Regions from separate parts of the Sus scrofa genome. Here region 1 is linked to region 2. Evidence: chromatin contacts called from public promoter capture Hi-C data. All regions are on one chromosome and are shown on one strand. The core of a region is the stretch at or near the end of the contact, and the rest is flanking DNA. Distances in the headings are between cores, read along the strand shown.

Region 1 (3,380 bases), core at 178-2,677, 320 kb before region 2:
ATGGAGGCAGGTGTCCCTGCCCTGGGAGGCTGGGAAGGTCAGAGGCTCACAGACGTCCCGCCAGGGTCACAAGGATCTGGGAGCTCAGGAGGGCAGGGTGCAGGGGTACAGACAGGTTAGGGGCAGTGAGAGCAACCCAGAGGCCCAGACCTGCCTCCCAGGGCAGCCAGAGCCCCTTCCCTGGACGGGTGTTGGGCAGGGGCGGAGTTGGGGTGGGGGCGCCCGTAGCCGAGGCTGGTCCATCCCACGGCCCTGGATCACCCCTGCAAGGAGCCTGGCCCTGGCACCACGCTGCTGCTTGCCCAGCACTTCCTGCCCACCTGCTGTGCTAAGTGCCTGTCTGGCCTGGGGAGCATGGCAGGCACTGTTCACCTGCAGTGACCCTGTAACCCCATTCTAGAGATGAAGAGGTGGGGTCACCTATCCTGTCACCAGGCTTAATAAGGTCTCAGGGTTTGCAGCCCTGCTCTGCTGCCCTCAGAAGGACCTGCTTGGGAGTTCCCGTCGTGGCGCAGTGGTTAACGAATCCGACTAGGAACCATGAGGTTGCGGGTTCGGTCCCTGCCCTTGCTCAGCGGGTTAACAATCCGGCGTTGCCGTGAGCTGTGGTGTAGGTTGCAGACGCGTCTCGGATCCCGCGTTGCTGTGGCTCTGGCGTAGGCCAGCGGCTACAGCTCCGATTCAACCCCTAGCCTGGGAACCTCCATATGCTGCGGGAGCGGCCCAAAGAAATAGCAAAAGGACAAAAAAAAAAAAAAAAAAAAAAAAAAAAGAAAGAAAAGAAGGACCTGCTTGGCTGCCTCCCTGGCCTGCCAGGCGGTAGGCGGGACAGGGGCTGGCAGCTCGGCCAGGGGCGGCGGGGGTAGGAGTGGGGGAGGGGAGGGTTCCTGCTGGGAAGGAAGGAGGAGACAGCGCTGGCAGGCTGCTTGGGCCCAGGAGTGCTGTTGCGGCTGCAGGTACACCCTTCGGAGCAGGGCCGGGACCTTCCCTGGGCTGGGGTTGGGACAGGCCAGGAGCTGGCGGGGACTTCTGCCTCGGGCTGGGTGGGCCCAACTTGTGAGGCCCTCTGTGGGAGGTGCCTTGGCCTGGGCACCTTCCACCCCCACCCCGTCCCCACCCTAAACAGCTCGAGGCCCCACCCCGTGCGTCTGACCCAAACCTTGGTAATGAGCGGCCAGCCTGCTGACTCGGGGGTGGGGGAGGGTGAAGGAGAGCAGGTTGATGTGGCAGCAGGTCTCCTGGCCTGACGGAGGGCACTGGGCAGCCCCCATGCCAGCCCCCATCCCCAGCTCAGGGCAGGGCGGGGGTGGGGGTGGAGGGCAGGGGGGCGGGGAATGCCGGGGCCAGCAGAGCAGTGGGAGGGAACCAGGAGGCTGGGCCAGGGGCGGGTTCCAGCCTTGGGCAGAGTCTCGCCTGCGCAAGCACATGAGCCCGACTTTCTGCCAGCAGAACAGCGCTCTCGGGGCTCTGGAAGACTGAGGCGCCCCAACGGCGAAAGGTGAGTGCAGGCGCGGGCCAGGGGTGCACAGGGGTGCTCAGGGCACCTCTGCCGTCGAAAGGCAGATGGGCTGTCAGAAGTGACACAGGGACTGGGCTGCCTGCCCCAGCCTCCAAGCCCCCGGCCCTGAAGCCTCTGAAATCACCTCTCCCTGCCCCCACCCCCTGGCAGGGGAGGGTCCCCACTGTGACCTGCAGGAGGGGCGGCACTCCCTGGGGAGGGTGGGAAAGGGTGTGGCAGTGGGTCCCTCCCCCAGACCAGGCCCCGTGACATCTGTGGACCGAGGGGTCAGAAGCGGGCAGGAGGGCCTGCTGCCTCGGCCACACGGTGGCCCTGTGACCTTGGTCACCTGGGGGCGCCTCCTTGGGCCTCAGTCTCCCCCCTCCGTGAAATGGGGACAATATAGCCACCTTGACTTCAGAGCAGAGGGAACCCGCCTGCCGTGTGGCACGGAAATGGAGGAGGACTTTCCTGGTTAATTGGCTGATTGATGCCAAGCTCGGCTGTGAACGCAGCTGCACCACCTGCATCAGTTCCCCCACTGCAGCCAAACCTTACTTTTCCTGCTGACCCCCCACATGGGCCCAGGAGCCTCTCCGAGGTGTCCTTCCCCTGTCCCAGTCTTCTTGTAATTGTGAGGTTTGGGTTGGGTAAGTCTGGAGGGCTTCCTGGAGGAGGAGGGATGCGCAGTGAGCCCTGCAGGCTGCTGGGAGGTCACTGAGGAGGAGGGAGGCTGGTTACCCATCCCCTGAGCCCCGACTTGGATTCTGAGATGGCCCGAGGGAGCCGGAGGCCCAGACCCCCTGCCTCTCTCACCTTCTGTCTTGGGTCCCAAAGGGCTCTGGGGCCAACGAGGCAGAGGTAACTTCTGTCTGGGAGTTTTCCCAGAGGGCGTGTTGGATACACCAGAAGGCTGGTTGTCCCCGCCTCAGAGCTCCCGCCACCTGCCCTGCGACCCCGCCCCTGCCGTGTACACACCCCGCCCCCTCCTGGTCCTCACTGTGGTCTCCAGGGTCCTGGCCAGAGTCTGGGGCGTGTGAGGCCCTCGGTGCCCATGGGCTGGACACGTGCTGTAGGAGGCAGGGGACAGAGGACAGCATGGGGGCACTGTGCCCTGGGCTCCTACTTGACAGAGCACCCACTGTGGCCCTCTGCGGCCGACTCTTTCCCCAGCAGGAGCCGAGTCCCCATGGCTTCTCTGAGCCGAGCCCTGCGTCTGGCCGCCACCTGTCCTCACCGGAACCCTGCCCAGGGCCTGGGGCCACGTCCCCGGACTGGCGGGACCGGCCCCACCACCGAGAAGAGCGTGCCGTACCAGCGGACCCTGAAAGAGGCTCAGCAGCCCTCAGCGGAGGCCCAGGGCCTGAGCCAGCCCCTGCCCCGCGCGGCCAGCGTGGTGGTCATCGGCGGGGGCAGCTTGGGCTGCCAGACCCTCTACCACCTGGCCAAGCTGGGCGTGAGCGGGGCGCTGCTGCTCGAGCGGGAGCGGCTGACCTCCGGCACCACCTGGCACACGGCAGGTAGGGGCCCAGGTGCAGGCGGGGGCAGAGGGTCTGGACTCGGGCAGGTGCCAGCTCTGGGCTGACAACCGGAGGCCACTGAGCTAGAGGGGAAGGACATGGAGAAGATGCGGGGTCCTCTGAAGGTGGACAGACGGGGCCGTTCCTGCCACCACGCCCCACCCTGCCCCGTCTCTGAGGAGCTGTGATGGGAGGAGGGAGCTGATGTGGCCTGTGGGACCCTGGAGGGGGAAGCCAAGACCAGGGCTGGGTGCCCAGGCCACTGTCGGTTCAAAGAGCAGAAGCCCTTTCTGTGGGTGGAGCCACCTGGGGGGGGGGTTGTCCCCTGGGTGGAGAGGACAATCGGGGAAAGGGACCATCAG
Region 2 (2,988 bases), core at 169-2,668:
CTACCACTACCACTGAAGGATGACCACGCTGCTGCTGCCGCCTTCTAGGGAGCTGGTCCGGGGGGGAGGCTGGCGGGCTGTGTCCCCCCTTCGGCTACTTACATTTCTGCAGCGCCCTCTGGTACCGTCGGCCCCGGGTGTGCCTCAGCACATGCTCTGGGGCCTTGTTGATGTGCCGCAGGGTGAGTTTGCAGAACAGCTGGTGCCTGAGGGGACATTTCACAAGCGAGGTTCCAGACCAGTGGCTGTCTACTGTGGCTGCTCTTAGAATCACCCCGGAGAGTCTGAGCGGGGGAGGTCTACCATGTGGCTTGGGCACTGGGAGTCTTTTTTTTTTGGCTGCACCCACGGCATGGCGAAATTCCTGACCTAGGGATTGCAGCCATGCCACAGCAGTGACAATGCCAGAGCCTTAACCGTGAGGCCACCAGGGAACTTTGGGACTCTTATAGAGCTTCCAAGCACTTGTACTCTGAACTGGGGGGGAACCCCTCCCCCAGACAGTGGCCTCTCAATAGGCGGAGCCAGCCTCTCCAGACTGCTCCAGCATGAGAGAGGTGCGCTGGTGATAGCCTGGGAAGGTGTGCGACAGTGGGAGCATCTGCCAGCGCCCTCTTCATTAAGACTAGTATTGTCCACCGGGTGCTCTCAGCTAAATCAAAGTTCTTTTCAACTAAAGATAAAATGCCAGCGTTCGAACCTCAGGTGACAAAGCACAAGCGCTCCAACCCTCTATGAAGCAAAGAGGCCCAGGAGACAAACCTCATCTTTACAAAAAAGCAAACATGCACGGGGACCGGGCCTCGCCTGAGGTCCCAGGTGACGCCCAGCTCCAGGATTCCCACCTGGATCTCGGGGGCCCTAACTCAAGGGAGGGTGGGCGCCGCGGAACTGGTGGCGTCTTAGAGGAGCGCCCACCTAGCGGGGAGGGGTCGGGGCTGCGGAGTCTACCCGGCCCTAGCCAGACTCAGCACTAGGAACTGTCCCACCCCGGGCCTCCCGGGCAGGGCCCGCCCCGCCTCCGGCTCGTACGGGTTCTTGGTGCTGGGCACGATGTGCGGCTCGAACTCGGCGTAGTCGAAGGCCGGGGAGGCACGCACCAGCCGCCGGTACTTCTTGCCGCGGGTGTAGACTTGGAGCTCGGGCAGGCGGCAAGGCAGCTCATGACCCGTCAGAGCGCACCTCACCTGCCGGCGGGAGAGCGGGGCGGTCAGGGAGGCCGGGCAGCCGGGGTCCCGGGGGCGGTCTGGGGGTCCCGATCCCGCCGCCCACCTTGAGGGCGCCGGGCTCCAGCCGCAGACTCGGGTGCTCGCGCAGGAAGGCGACCACTTCGGCCGGCGGCTCGCTCATGGTCCCACGCGCGCGGACCCGCAGCTGAGCGCCGCTGGACCACGTGGGCCGGGGGCGGGGCCGGGCGGGCCCCGGAAGCAGACGCCTCCGGGCGCCGGAAGCGCGCGCGCGCGGGGCGATGGCGGCGCGGTGGCTGGGGCTGCGTGCGGCGGGGCTGGCGCAGGTGCTCCGCGCCGCGGGCGCGGGGCGGGTGAGCGGGGCGGGGAGCCCGGGCGGGGGGCGGCCCGGCTGGGGGGCGCGCCCGGACTGGACGAGCTCAGCCGGCCCCTCGCGTCTCCGCAGGCCCCGGCCCGCGCCGTCGGGAGGAGCGTCCTTGGGGTCATCTCGCGCCCAGGTGAGGAGTCGTTTGGCACCTGGGAAAGCTGCCCTGCACTTTGCCAGGGGTCATGGGGTCACGATGAACCCTGGAACTGCCTCCTGCGCCTCGGGGACAGGCCCTGGCCACGCGCCGGCCCGTCCCATGCGGCAGTCCGACGCCCTCGGCGGAAGACGTGCGGTAGTTGCCCAGACACCTCCTCGGACTAATGCGGGGCCAGCCCAAGGCTGAAACCGTCCGGGATCCTGAAGAAAAGCACAACCAGTCGCGACGGTTTGCACGTTGCCTCCCGGGTACAGCAAAGGGCAATCGTGTGTGTGTGTGTGTGGAGTGCGGTGCACATTTAAAGGTCGCAAGCCTGCTCCAGACCAGCTTGTTTAGCGGCCCCAAACCCATGATGCTTTCCGTTGACGGCACTCGCCCGCTGAGTGTCTAAAGGCACTTTCTGTGTACCTTTTTCGAGGTTTAAATGCTGAGAGCTCTGTAAACCACTGTCCTGAGTGTTTCACGCTCTCTTCAGAGCACTGTGGCTGGTGGACCTGTGTGGTCGGCGTGATAGGATGCATCTTAGCGGGTTCTTGTGCGAAAGGCACGGGTTGGTTATGTGAATCGGTCAGGGTCATGGTTGGTGGCAGAGCCAGGACTGAATGCTAGATCTCCTCGTCAGTGAACGTCCGCTGAGTGGGGGTCAAGGCCCGGGTACTGGGTAGGGGCAGGGCTGGGCTGCTGGTTGGCTCCTGACTGCACACGGTGGCCTGTGCCCTCCTCCCGGCCCATGTTCTCTTTGGCAATAGTGGCAGTTTTGAGAACTCGGAGCCTCCACTTCTTTGTCCCAGGCCTCTAGCCCCATGCCCATGTTGTGACATCTCCTAGGGCTGGCCTGGAGGCCCAGCAGGAGTGGCAGCTCTTCAGCTGAAGCGACTGCCGCAAAAGCGCACGATGATGCCTTTCTCCAGTGGTTTCTACTCCTCATTCCTGGGACTGCCTTTGGCCTGGGGACATGGCAGGTAAAGCCTGACCTCTGGCTCTCCTGGCCCTGAGCCCTTGACCCTGCTGCCACCCGCTCGAGCTAATGCTCTGTGTCTGTGTAGGTCCAGCGTCGGAAGTGGAAGCTAAAGCTGATCGCCGAACTGGAGTCCAGGATTATGGCTGAGCCCATCCCGCTGCCCGCAGAGTGAGTGTATGTGGCTGCCCACCAGGGCTGCGCTGGCCGGAGGTCACATGCCTTCCTGACCCTGATGGGAGCTCTCACATCAGTGGGCCTGCTAGGCTTCCTGTTGTCACTCGACTGCCCTTGTGACACTGCCTGACATACACAGGAA

Evidence for each region. Promoter capture Hi-C pulls out the DNA fragments that hold promoters and counts their contacts.
Region 1: a contact with region 2 is called in a promoter capture Hi-C map of liver, with 5 times the contacts expected there. The contact joins the promoter of SARDH here to the promoter of SURF2 in region 2. A contact is called at or near these places in 2 of 5 promoter capture datasets (fetal skeletal muscle and liver) and 1 of 47 Hi-C or Micro-C datasets (liver).

The regions. Positions count from the first base shown.
Region 1 is chr1:273,292,668-273,296,047 of Sscrofa11.1, reverse strand. SARDH (sarcosine dehydrogenase) reads left to right here and starts at 1,427. Exons shown (of 21, transcript NM_001253922.1): 1 at 1,427-1,498; 2 at 2,675-3,018. The coding sequence starts at 2,688.
Region 2 is chr1:272,968,952-272,971,939 of Sscrofa11.1, reverse strand. It overlaps SURF2 (surfeit locus protein 2), which reads right to left and starts at 1,418. Exons shown (of 6, transcript XM_021071137.1): 1 at 1,273-1,418; 2 at 1,033-1,187; 3 at 103-206. The coding sequence starts at 1,350. It overlaps LOC110256505 (surfeit locus protein 1), which reads left to right and starts at 1,424. Exons shown (of 9, transcript XM_021071119.1): 1 at 1,424-1,513; 2 at 1,633-1,684; 3 at 2,540-2,673; 4 at 2,758-2,840. The coding sequence starts at 1,469.